Regions from separate parts of the Mus musculus genome. Here region 2 is linked to region 1. Evidence: chromatin contacts called from public promoter capture Hi-C data. All regions are on one chromosome and are shown on one strand. Each heading gives the region's core, a stretch centred on a gene start, on an enhancer-like site or on the middle of the called end of the contact. The rest is flanking DNA. Distances are from core to core; before and after follow the strand shown.

Region 1 (6,944 bases), core at 2,851-5,350:
TACATCCTCCTCTCAATAGGCTACCACACTCAACTGTAGAATTTGTAGAACATATTTAGTCTTTTTTTTTAAATTGGTTTCAGTGAAAGAGAAAGTGTGCAGGATGCCCTGTCTTGTCATTGAAACCAGCAGTCTCTGGTTTGTTTTACATAGTCTTGCTGAGGAGAACTGAATTTTCACACAGCCAGAGTCAGCCATTTGCTAATGGTTTGGGGTTTGCCACTGAGCTTCAAGCCACGTTGATAGGGGGAGTCATCTGAATTCTTCCCAGGGTCTTTACGGTCTTTATGTCTGTCGATTCATTTGGGGCCTTAAGATCCAGCCTTATTTTTCTTACATGGCCGGGAGTGTTTGCCCACCACCAGCAATTAAATAACATGCTCTCTGTGGAGTTCTGAAATGGCGTCTTTATTGTTCAGTATTTGATATTGCAATAATGGTTTAATTTACCTTCTCTGCCTGCTGATGGGTGTGAAGCTCACGGGTGCTCGTTAGCTCTTTGCTGGTCTGGGGCGGTCCTGTTCTTTCCTCTCCCCATTTGGATAATTATAATATCATAATTATACTATTGGTACTTCAGACTGATGTCTAATACATTACTGTACCATTCATTTTGGTTGCTGTTTTCCAACAGCCTTTTAGCTTTGCTTGTGATGTTTAGCAGCAAGGGAATGCTGTATTTAAGTGTGTCTAGTACACTTACATATGTATGTATTTCATTCTTTCTGTGCTCCCCAAATGCTTGTCTTTTGATTAATAAAATGTTTTAGGATGTATGTATATATGTACATACATACACCTTTATTTTTGTCCTTAATTTTTTATGTTCGTTCTTTTGTTTTTGTGGGAAGGGCCAGCATGCAAGCCATGGCATGTGTGTATGTGTGTGTGTGTGTGTGTGTGTGTGTGTGTGTGTGTGTGTAGGTCAGAGGAAAACCTGCAGCCACTCCATTCTATTTTTATATCCTATGGATCCTGGAGATGGAACTTTAGTGGCCAGCCTTGGCAGCAAGCGCTCTTTGAGGAACCGTTTTCCTGGGCTCCTTAAATCCCACCCCTTCCACCCCCCCTGCTTTGTGTTCTGAGGCAAGGTTTTACTCTGTAGTCCCTGCTGGTCCAGAAATTACCACGTAGCCCGGACTGGGCTTTAAAGCACAGTGCAGCTTGTCAAATGTTAGGATTTGAGGCATGAGTTCCCATGCTCGGTGAGTGTGTGTGGCGGGTGGGCCCGTCGAGACGTGTTGTCGATTTTTATCTTGGGCTACCCTTAAGATCTCAATCTGCTGCCTCCTGCTGAGGTCTGGGTTTGCAGGCGAGTGCCACCACCACACCTTGCTTGGTTATTAACTTGCCCAACAAAGTTGTTTGTGTATTCTTTCCATTATCCTGGCATTTCTTTAATGCTTAACTGCTAAGGACAAAGGGTTATCTCTGGTTCGTCTGCTCTACCTGTATCCCCATGATTTGTATTCTCACTCCCGTGTTTTGTTTTCCGCTCTTATTTTGCTGAAGTATCAGACACACACATTTAGAAAACCATTTAGAAGCCCGAGAGCTTGCAACGAATTGTGGTGGTTTTCTCCCCAGACCGCTTGCCTGGCGGCTGCCCAGAGTGATGGATCACTTTCCACCCTATTCGCTTCCACTTTCATTCCATCTGGCCGGGACCGGCGCTCTTCTGGCTGGGAACTTGCTCACTCATGATGAGTCTTGATTTATCAGTTCAGGGTGATGTTCACGACTCACTGTTGTGGCAGATGGAGATTTTTGTTCCTATCCCTCATTTTCCTCCTTTTGAGTCAGACCTAGCCAGCCATCTGCATCATTTGCATGTATTATTCTCATTCCTTGTATGGCGGGCATGCTTGCGTGCGTGCGTGCTTGCGTGAGTGCGTAGGTGCGTACGTGGGTGCCTGCGTGCTTGCGTGCTTGCGTATTTGGAACAGGTTTTCACTCTGTAGCCCAGGTTGGCCTCAAACTTGAGCTCCGCTGGCCTCAGATTGTAGATGTCTACCACCATGCCCACCCTTGCCTGTTTTATTTTGACCTCAGCTCCATACCTTTCACTTCTGGCTCTTGTTTCTCAGCTTTTCCTCGCGCCCCCAGCCCCCTCACTACCCACTTCTCCTTCTGTCTTCAATTCTTTCTGCAGACAAGATTAATGGCATTTTCTTGACTTTGTAACTATACTATGATCTCAACTTTCTAGTTTGATTTCACAAACTGAAAATGAGTAAATTTGTGTTGTCATTTTGTACTGTTGTTGTAACGCAGAATTGACTTGGTGAAGCGTCACCTGGTGAGACAGGATCACTCTTCTTTCAGTGTGGTGACTTGTTTTACGCTATCTCGGCCTATCTTTTTACTCCGTCTTTATCCGTTTTTGGTGGTGAAGCCTTAGCTATTTATTAACTTATTATTCTTTACAAAACAAAAAGCAAAACTAGTGTTCCCCAGCCCCACCCTGGCAGCTTCCTTTAGGCACTGCTCCAGGTATTAGGAACCAATACTCTGAGGCATATGATCAACCTCCATGCATCTGAGTCTAGAGGGATCTAAGGGGCAAGCGCACTAAGTGTTGCAGCTGCAGCCAAGGTGACTCTGAGCAGCCGGAAGGAGGTGACAAGGGTCTCTCAGTAAGTCACAGACGGCAAGCGTTCTTCTACTGTCTGCTTGTGGGTGAATGATTCTTGCATAAAATTCTCTACATCGTGAGGATCTTAGCTTAAACGATTGGCCTGGAACTTCCTGAGCCCCGCTGCCTCCCAGCGCTACATCTAGAATCCTAAGCTCTGGGATGGCTTCTTCCTGATCTTGTTGTGGCATCTCTTTAAAGATTTGTTTATTTACTGTGTGCACGTGTGTGTGCTAGTCATGGCGCTTAGGTGAAGGTCAGAGGACAACTCAGGTCAGCAGACTTGGCAGCAAGCCCTTTAAGCCGCTGAACCCTGGAATCCCTGCTGCTGTGCATTGCCCCATGGCCTCCTCTTCATTTTCCTTTAGTCGGTTTAAAGCAGCAGCAAACATTTGCAAAGTGTTTGCTCTGTGTGTTTGCTTAGTCAGCTGCATTGTCCCTCTTGGTATGAGCTCACCCAGCCTTCCGGTCGCTGGAAGAAGAAAAGGTACCCAAATGACAAGGGCTTTCAGTACAGGCCTGCATGGCACAGTCAGATTTTATTTTAGGTTTTGCAAGTGTGCCAAACAAATACCTACTTTTACAACAGGTGCCACTGATGGGGTGCGACTGAGGCTGACAGGACCCCACTTCCCTCCAGGGATGGAAGCTGCAGGATGGCCCCTTTCTTTCTTTATACCTGTCAAGTAAATTGCTGTTTGTGTGTGTGTGTGTGTGTGTGTGTGTGTGTGTGCGCGTGTGTGTATAACTAGTGTTCATCTTTTTTGGTTTATTTTATGCATAACTGATATCCTTCTATATATTTGAGCTGATCAGTTTATATCTACTTGGGTTTGATATTTATATTACCCACGAGGAAAAAGAAATGTCTTTGATTAAAGAAACAGGGTACAATGTTTTGGATGTCTACTAGAAACTTAGTAAAATTCCTAGGGTCTAAATCACTTTCTCTCTCACAAGATCTTTTTACAAAGCTTGGAATCTGCATATTGATACAAAGAAAGAGTAAAAGCAGCTGTCAGATGCAGCCCTGTGAGATAATGAGAGAAACACACCTGCCTCCAGGTTTGCAGCGAGGGAAGTCTCAGTTACTCCCCAATAGCTTTACCAGGGTACTCAGGGAGCAGGTGTGTCCACTCAGTTAATGCTCTTGAAAGAGTTGGGATTCCTGGCTTCTTTCTGGGCCAGTCTCTCAACTCCCTTGTGTCTCCAGCTCAGGCCCCCCATCTTACTCACCTTGAGACCCCAGATTCTATCCCCTGCTGCCTCCTCCAGTCACCCTCCACCCTGGCACACACCTGACTCTGACAGACTACCAGCAGTTGTGCCAGCAGTCCTATGAAGTCATCTGTACCCACTCTGTGTGCTCCCCGTGCTGATCTCACCCAGTCTTAGCCGCTCTGGGTTCCTAGAATCCGGTTGTGTGAACTCCTTTCCTGTCTCCTCATTTTCTGCCAAGAAGTCATTCTTTTTGGCTTCCTGCCTTACATTGCTCAATAGAAGAACCATCTCTAGGGACGTCAGGAGCCCTCACATTCCCTGTGACTCCCCAAGATCTTCCAGAGCTCGTGCGCATGAGTTACTGCACTGAAAGGACTTATAAACACAGGATTGAAATTGCTTTTCAAAACTGCTGTCGTTAGACGTGCCCTCCCTCACTGAGGCATGAGAAACAGAGTTTGCAGGCCACAGGGAAGAGAACTGCTGCTCCCACTGAGAAGGGAACCCCCCCCCCCCCATAGTTCTGAGGTAGTCACTCACCATTTGGTCTGACAGCTTTGTTCTTGGAGGGGACATCTAGACAAATTACCTGTCATTGTCACCCGGCTGTCACCCCTGTGAACCACATGAGAGCTGCTCATCACCAGTGAGTCAGTTTCCTGAGACCTGAGTCCTGGTCCTTGAATGGGAGGGGCTATAGAGAAGGCCTAAGCTACAATGGGGGACTCAGCAGCAGGAGCTGAGCCATGGTCTGGAATGGGTGTTTCCTAAGTGGGAAATGGGGCAAGGGTGACACCCTGAGCATGATGGGAGTCAGGGGAGGAAGTCAGAAGGCAGTACTGGCCTTGTGCTGGGTTGGGGAGGGGTGCTGGTTTCAGACTGGATGGGTCCTACTCCCACAGTTCAGAAGTCTGGAAGTCAGGAATCCAGGAGATGGCAGAGCCATGCTCCCTGTCTCTGATGTGTGGCTTTTGTGCCTCTTCTTGTCCCTCGCATAGCCAGGCACTCCTGGGTGTATAATGATATTGCTCTAAGCATAACCCCCATTTTCATGTACTCTTTTCTCTGTCTCCTGGGTGGCCCCTTAAGATCTTTAGATTTTTATCCACAAGTGTACTATTTCCAAATAAGATCACATTCATATACACCAAGAATTAAGATGCGCCCCCACCCTGTATGAATCTCTATTTTGAAACAGCATCTCGTCAGAAAGCCCATGTTAGCCTCGAACTTGGAACCCTCCTGCATTTGCTTCTCCAAGCCTAAGGCTGCCATTTGTGTCGTTACACCCTACTCACTGCAAATGTCTTTTTGGGGTGTGCAATTCATTCTGTTTTAGATAGTAATAGCTGAAGGAGAGGGATCAAGGCTCAGAATACTGTGTGGCAGGGTGTGCTGAGCCTCCCTCAGGGATCTGCATGCTTTCCTGAGAATGGACCATCACTTGTGAGTCCCTACGCTGACACTCCCCTGTCTTTTCTGGTCACAGCCTTCTGGATGATTCTGACTCTGGAAGTCACCAGCGCTTTCCTCTTGAATGAATGATGTCCTGTCTAAAGCTGAATAGCTGGGAGGCGAGGAGCACCTTCTTGGAGGGGGAAGGGTTTTCTTAGAGAATTAAATGTAGGGCTCGGCAGAGCTGCTGTGGCCGGCTGGCTCAGGAGTTGGTGACTCCGGCTTGGTTGTCCCCGAGGCATCTATTGTTCCTGGAATAGCTGGACAATCTGTTCCAGGCAAGGAAGAAAACACACCAAAGCAATAGGATGACTTCGTTATGAGTGCAGTTGTAATCCCAGCATCCTTTGCAAGTAATTACACTTGCAGTCATGAACCCGAACCTCAGCTTGGTGCTAATATGAACCTATCCTTCCAATTGATATATGTTGAGCGTGCACATGGGTATTGTTCTAAATGGTTTTGGCTTTCTGTACCTTGCTGTATTACAAAGAGTCCTAAACTCCCCCCCCCCCCCCACACACACACAGTGTTTCCTTCTTCAGGCGCCCAATCAGAGGTAGATCTTTCTGCTTCTCCTCAGCCTTGCTCACTCCCTCATGCTTCTCTCCCTGTAGTTGCTTTCTTTCCACCCTGGGGAGATGCTGCTTTCTCATTCAGTGGCTACAGTGCTCTTAGCTCCAGCTTGTGGCCCTGCCCTCCAGCACTGCAGTGCTTGGTCTGCCCTACCCTGTGTTATGTTAACAGTGCTTTGTGAAGGTGTCACTAATGTGTGGTATGGCAGAGCGTGTACATTCTAGCAGCTGGATGATTTTCAACAGGTTTGGCAGTACACTCCGAGCGTAGGTATGCCCTCTGAAAATGAGTTGTCAGGTGGTGTACCGGAACCACATATTGTGTTCCTGAAAGCCGAGGTGGTCTTGTGGTGCAAGTAAAAACAACCATAACAGAACATCCTGTTTTACCAAAAAATTCTTTTTTGCTAGTAAAAGGATGTATGAAGCACAGTCGTCAGAGCTTTAGAGGTAGCTCAGTCTCTGAATTTGATCTCCAGAACCCACAATAGGAAAAGCCAGCTGTGGTGGCGGGCGCTTGTAATCCTGACATTGTGGGGTGGAGACGAAGTAGTTCCCTTGTTCTCATACACCAGCCAGCTATTCTACTCAATGAATTACAGGCCAGTGAGAGACCCTGCCTCTAAAGACAGAGTGGTTGCTGTCTGAGGAATGACCCAGAGGTTGACACCTGTTCTCTATAAACGTGCACAATATTTGTTTGGACACCTGTACATATGCAATTTCACGTTCACGAACACACACGTATGTGTACTCATATAAACACATATACAAAAAAAGAAAATTATGAAAGGTATAAGATAGGAAATGCACAACCCAGGAGCATACATACTATCAGATATAATGGGCCGAATATCACCTATGTGCTATGATCTCACATGACTGTCAGCACAGTAAATTACAATCAGTTCATCCACGGTGGGACATCATGATGGCTGTGAGGTCTGTGGGCAGCAGGAAGTTCAATGGTCATCTGACATGTGTGACACATCAACAACCAGATGCTACGTATGTGGCTGCATCTGCACCTGTATGGTCATCTCCCACTCCAAGATTCA
Region 2 (6,421 bases), core at 975-3,474, 170 kb before region 1:
TACTTTTAAAGACTTGTAAGAGTTTTATTTGTTGTATTAGAAAATAAAATGGATCTTCTAAATTCCCCAATTTGGTTAAAAGAGTGGGTTTTGTTTTTTGGTTTTTGTTGTTGTTGTTGTTTGTTTTGAGGCAGAATTCTTCTATGTCCCCCTGACTGTCTTGGAACTTGCTGTGTAGATCAGGTGGTTACCCTTGACTGCAAAGATCCACCAGCCTCTGTCTCCCAAGTGCTAGGAGTAAAGGAGTGCGCCACCAAGCCTGGTTTATACTTACAATGTTTTTAATGTCTAGTTAATAGGACAAAAGCTCTGTTTTTTTTTTTTTTTTAAATCTGTGGAAGCATCCAATATATTGTATCATGTGCTCTCTACAGATGCTACTGTAAGCTGGGTATGGAAGCATTTGGAGACTGTCACAGGAGAGCACTGAGTTCAAGGTTAACCTGGGCTACATAATGGGATCCTATCTTAAAAGAAAAAGAAAGAAGGAAAGAAAGAACAGAAAGAGAGACCTCTGTAAACTGGCTCATCAGTGAGTGAAGAGAGACTACTCAGGATTGTTAGAAGGTAGTTCTGACCGGTCAGACTCCAAATAAGGAAGGGACTCTACAAACTCTAAGGATCCAGGTCTGCCACACATTAGTGTTAAACAGAGCTTTGGAGATTGAGTTTAAGTTGGTTGTCTATACATGACACTGTGTTTGTTGGTTTGTCTCTGAGGTGGATGGAGGCCTTCTGAAAAAAATCAGTGTCTTCTCTAGGTGTGCATTGAGCCCCCTAAGGAGATTTCCCTACCTCAGTTCTCCTTGTCCACAGGCTCCTTTCTACACAGACAGACACCCCTGGAGTTTGCCATTGCCTTGGTCCCAGCACTGCTTTCTCAGGTCACACACAGCTGAGTTGCCTTGGACCAATCAGCTATGCCCATGTGTTTTCTTATTCACTTTTGTCCTTGTCACTTGCTGACTACAGTGTTCTAGTAAGTTCCAGATTTTGTTCGTTCCCAATTCATACTTGGTAGCTGACCAGTTACTATGTCCCTCTCTGGAGGGTGGGTAATGTGACAACCCCATTTGTGTGAGCCTGGCTGTGTTACTGCTGTCTTTCTTTGCATCATGTTCCAATGGAACATTCTCAAAGGAGGGCTGTTGATACAGGATACCATATCTGGGGCTGATCCATCTGTATTAACATCATCCTGACTACTTTGTTGATCTACATTAATGAATAATTATGTCAGTACTCAGTATAGTAATGACATTGGGCAGCATTTATCTCCTGCCTGGGTAACTGGTTATTTATCCAGGATACTCATCTGCATCCATGGTGCTAGTGGCTCTGGTACTTGTAGATAACATAGATCAGCTGCAAGCACCATTGCCTTTGTTACCTTTATGTGTTGGTTGCACTGCCTACTGTGGCAATGACTAACCTGGAATCCAGGTGATGGAATCCACAGAGGGGGCATGCTAAACTACTATCAGAGGAGGGCAGGGGTATGCATTTCAGTGGCTCCAAGCAGGAAAAGGGGCAGTTAGTGGAACCTCACTGAACTCTACCACAGAGACTGAGCCCTGAGATAGCTCTTCTGTGGGCAGGGGAATGTGATTCTTCCATATAGGTAAAGAGACTTATCTAGTTGCTTGGTAACCAGGGAGAGTAGTGTAATAACCAGTTAGGTTTTCCTGAATATTTGGTGTCCCTCAGCTTGGATAAGTGCCATTCTGTCACTCAAGAATGAGCAACCAGAGAGTCTGTAATGATGATAGCAAGTGTCTGGGACGGTGCAGCATAGTGCTCAGCTTGTGTGCTTCTAATCCAGAGCATACCACCGACCTCTCTCAGTTCATTAGTGAAGCTGGGATCATCAGGGTTGCCATTACTCTCCATTGAGTGAAGAATTACCTGTAAGAGAGCAAGTCAGAAACAAACATTGTGTCTTTGTCCCTTTTGCACATTGACAGTTGCCCTGGGAGTAATTGTCATTTTGCCATGAGGGTCAGGCAAGAAAACAGTCTTAAGTAATAACAATAGTCAAGTTTCAGAATGTGGCACTACAGAGGAGCTTTTAGGAGAACTGAGCAAGAGAATGCAAAAGATCTCTTTGAAGTTTTCATCCATGCTGCTTGCTGGCCTCAGCAGATGGAGGGCAGGGTGTGTGTGTGTGCTTAGAGCCCTTTGGTGCTGGGGCAGGGAGTGCAGAGTGTTGCATAGTTGCTGACTCCAGGCCCGGGCTACTGTAGCTTCTGCTTAAAGAAGCTTCTGGTTCCGAATTCCCTGGTAGGAGGAGTCTACACGGTGCTGTCCCGAATCCTAAGTGTGTGTGCACACACGCCTGTGTGCAAAGGGAATCTACTGTAGTGCCTCTGCTGTTTCCACCTTCACTCCTCAGACATGATTTTAAAAAATATTATTTTTAAAATTACATTTCTTATTTATGTGTATGGGTATTTTGCCTGTGTGTACCATGCCCGTGGGGGCCAGAAGAGGACATCTTGTCCCCTGAAACTGAGTTACAGACATTTGTGAGCCACCAAGTGAGTGCTAGGAATTAAATCCTCCAGAGTAGCAGTCAGTGCCCTTAACTACTGAGACATCTCTCTAGATCCCTGAACATTTTTAGAAATAATCTTATTTTAAAAATATTTTTTAAATTGGCATACAAAAGCAGTAAGCTTCCTTCTGGCATTTTCATGTATGTCATTATATTTTGTTCTCAGTTTTCCTTCCCTCTGATGTTTTTGTGTTGTTAAAATCTTAAGAACTGAATTTAGACTTTTTAAAATTTACACTGTTGGGACACTATTATTTGTGGCTAGATGACATGATTCTACTTATTTGATTGTTACAGGAAAATAATTTTTTTTAAATTTTTCAATTTCATTTACAGATCTTGATAAGGAACAACTTGTTTTAATCCATTTTGAAGGAATGTACTTAGATTCAGGTGCACCCTTCACTATAAGTTTTCTCACAATTTTCAGCTCCTTTAGCACAAAATATTCTTATTTTGTTGGTCTTTTTGTATAAAAGTCATACCCAAAGGTAATTCCATTTTTTTTCTCCTTTGTTATCAGATATATGTAGAGTGTGTCGGTCAGAAGGAACACCTGAGAAACCTCTTTATCATCCTTGTGTATGTACTGGCAGTATTAAATTTATTCATCAAGAATGGTAAGTCATTTGGAAAATTGTATAATTCTTAGATTCAATTTTTTTCTTAATTTTTTTATTATTTAAATGCATTTTATACATCAAGCATATTAATATTGAGTATTTTGAGAATCAAATAATACATAAAAAATTTGTTCAACTTTTTATAGTCATATCCTTTCATACCCTAAAAATACCATTAATGAGTATTTAATACTATCCATAACTTAGAATTCTATATCTAATGTTGAACACTAAATTGTTTCAAAACATATAAAATAATCTTTGGAAGTTAAGCATAGTAAAAGAGCATAAAATATTAAAAATGAATCATTAAGTAATATATTCAAAAGCCCTTATATGATACCACATGATTAGTGAAAGAGTATTTAAAACACATTATATATCTGTGTACACTCTCTAACAATCAGTTTACTTAAAAAGATTATCAGTGTTTCTAGTAGAGAAATTATTTTATCAGTAAGTATATTTTAAAAATTTCAAAATAGGAAAAACTATTAAGAAAATGCTGATTTCAAGCACAGTGAGAAAAATTATCAATATTTTCATGATGTTTGTAGAACATAATTTTAATATTTTCAGCTGTTAATATTAAACAAACAGAATAATTATTTAAAGATATATTTTGTTGTTATATCTCCCTTTTCATTTCTGATTGTATTAATTTGGATACTGTCTCTGTGCCCTCTCGTTAATCTGGCTAAAGGTTTATCTATCTTGTTGATTTTTCTCAAAGAACCAGCTCCTGGTCTTGTTGATTCTTTGTATAGTTCTTTTTGTTTCTATTTGGTTGATTTCAGCCCTGAGTTTGATTATTTCCTGCCATCTACTCCTCTTGGGTGTGTTTGCTTCTTTTTGTTCTAGAATTTTCATGGGTGCTGTCAAGCTACTAGTGTAAGCTCTCTTCAGTTTCTTTTTGGAGGCTCTTAGAACTATTAGTTTTCCTCCTACCACTGCTTTCATTGTGTCCCATAAGTTTTGGTATGATGTGCCTTCATTTTCATTAAATTCTAAAAAGCCTTTAATTTCTTTCTTTACTTCTTCTTTGACCAAGTTATCATTGAGTAGAGCGTTGTTCAGCTTCCATGTGTATGTGTGCTTTCTGTTATTTTTGTTGGTATTGAAAACCAGCCTTAGTCTGTAGAGATCTGATAGGGTACATGGGGTTATTTCACTCTTCTTGTATCTGTTGAGGTCTTTTTTGTGACCGATTATATGGTCACAAAAGAAAGTATGGTGAGGTGCTGAGAAGAAGATATATTCTTTTGCTTTAGGATGACATTTTCTATAAATATCTGTTAGATCCATTTGGTTCATAACTTCTGTTAGTTTCACTGTGTCTGTTTAGTTTCTGTTTCCATGATCTGTCCATTGCTGAGAGTGGAGTGTTGAAATTTCCCACTATTATTGTGTGAGGTACAATGTGTGTTTTGAGCTTTAATAAAGTTTCTTTTATGAATGTGGGTGCCCTTGCACTTGGAGCATAGAATTGAGAGTTCATCTTGGTAGATTTTTCCTTTAACCAGTGTAAAGTATCCTTCCTTATCTTTTCTTGATAACTTTTGGTTGAGAGTTGATTTTATTCGATATTAGAGTGGCTACTCCAGCATGTTTCTTGGGAGCATTTTGCTTGGAAAATTGTTTTCCAACCTTTTACTATAAGGTAGTGTCTGTCTTTGTCACTGAGGTGCATTTCCTGTGTGCATCAAGAAGCTGGGTCCTGCTTATGCATCCAGTCTGTTAGCCTGTGTCTTTTGGGGAATTGAGTTCATTGATGTTAAGAGATATTAAAGAAAAGTGATTGTTATTTTTTGTTATTTTTGTTGTTAGAGATGGAATTACATTTTTGTGGCTATCTTCTTTTGGGTTTGTTGAAAGATTAATTTCTTGCTTTTTTTTAGGGTGTAGTTTCCCCCCTTGTATTGTTGTTTTCCATCTGTTATCCTTTGTAGGGCTGGATTTATGGAAAGAAATTATGTAAATTTGGTTTTGTCATGGAATATCTTGGTTTCTCCCTCCATGGTAATTGAGAGTTTTGCTGGATATAGTAGCCTGGGCTGGCATTTGTGTTCTCTTAGGGTCTGTATGACATCTGCCCAGGATCTCTGGCTTTCATAGTCTCTGGTGAGAAGTCTGGTGTAATTCTGATAGGTCTGCCTTTATATGTTACTTGACCCTTTTCCCTTACTGCTTTTAAAATTCTTTGTTCAGTTCATTTGGTGTTTTGATTGTTATGTGACGGGAGGAATTTCTTTTCTGGTCCAGTCTATTTGGAGTTCTGTAGGCTTCTTGTATGTTCATGGGCATCTCTTTCTTTAGGTTAGGGACGTTTTCTTCTATAATTTTGTTGAAGATATTTACTGGCCCTTTGAGAATCTTCGCTTTTTTTTTTTTAATTTATTTTTTATTAGGTATTTTCCTCGTTTACAGTTTCAATGCTATCCCAAAAGTCCCTCATACCCACCCCCCCCAATCCCCTACCCACCCACTCCCCCTTTTTGGCCCTGGGGTTCCCCTGTACTGGGGCATATAAAGTTTGCACGACCAATGGGCCTCTCTTTCCAATGATGGCCGACTAGGCCATCTTTTGATACATATGCAGCTAGAGACAAGAGCTCCGGGGTACTGGTTAGTTCATATTGTTGTTCCACCTATAGGGTTGCAGATCCCTTTAGCTCCTTGGGTAATTTCTCTAGCTCCTCCATTGGGGGCCGTGTGATCCATCCAATAGCTGACTGTGATCATCCACTTCTGTGTTTGCTAGGCCCTGGTCTTCGCTCTTTTCTATACCTATTATCCTTAGGTTTGGTCTTTTCATTGTGTCCTGGATTTCCTGGATGTTTTGGGGTTAGGAGCTTTTTGCTTTTTCCATTTTGCATTTTCTTTGACTGTTGTGTCAATGTTTTCTATGGTGTCTTCTGCACCTGAGATTCTCTCTTCTATCTCTTGTATTCTGTTGGTGATTCTTGCATCTATGCGAGGTCTCTTAAATTCAATTTTGTCATCTCTGTAATAAGAATGATCATTTCAGTAAACTTGCCCCATTTCACTGTTTTTAAAACTTTTGTTATAAAAGTTGAAAGTTTAAAAAAAATCATCCATAGTTTAATACTTGGAATGTTATTTTGGTATATTGTGGATATTCTCATGATAGTCTTGTTTATTTCTAACATGGATAACTTTTTTTGTTCATGGGAACAATTATGCTTTTCTGCCTTCCAGTGGCATAATAGTTTATATTAATTAA

What was found. Capture Hi-C pulls out chosen DNA fragments and counts their contacts.
Region 2: a contact with region 1 is called in a promoter capture Hi-C map of adipose tissue. The contact joins two enhancer-like sites. A contact is called at or near these places in 1 of 484 Hi-C or Micro-C datasets (embryonic stem cells) and 3 of 9 other capture datasets (adipose tissue, liver and pancreatic islet).

What each region holds. Positions count from the first base shown.
Region 1 is chr15:31,339,852-31,346,795 of GRCm38.p6, reverse strand. The region is part of intron 1 of Ankrd33b (ankyrin repeat domain 33B); the gene reads left to right. Among named protein-coding and RNA genes, the nearest start is that of Ankrd33b, 24 kb to the left of the region's middle. Within about 2 kb of position 4,100, at least 97 of the 459 cell types and tissues checked have an H3K27ac peak or open chromatin away from gene starts, as enhancers often do. A contact at or near this core is called in adipose tissue, liver and pancreatic islet, where this site is marked.
Region 2 is chr15:31,506,479-31,512,899 of GRCm38.p6, reverse strand. It overlaps Marchf6 (membrane associated ring-CH-type finger 6), which reads left to right. Exons shown (of 26, transcript NM_172606.2): 2 at 3,078-3,174. Among named protein-coding and RNA genes, the nearest start is that of Marchf6, 21 kb to the left of the region's middle. Within about 2 kb of position 2,224, at least 34 of the 459 cell types and tissues checked have an H3K27ac peak or open chromatin away from gene starts, as enhancers often do. A contact at or near this core is called in adipose tissue, liver and pancreatic islet, where this site is marked.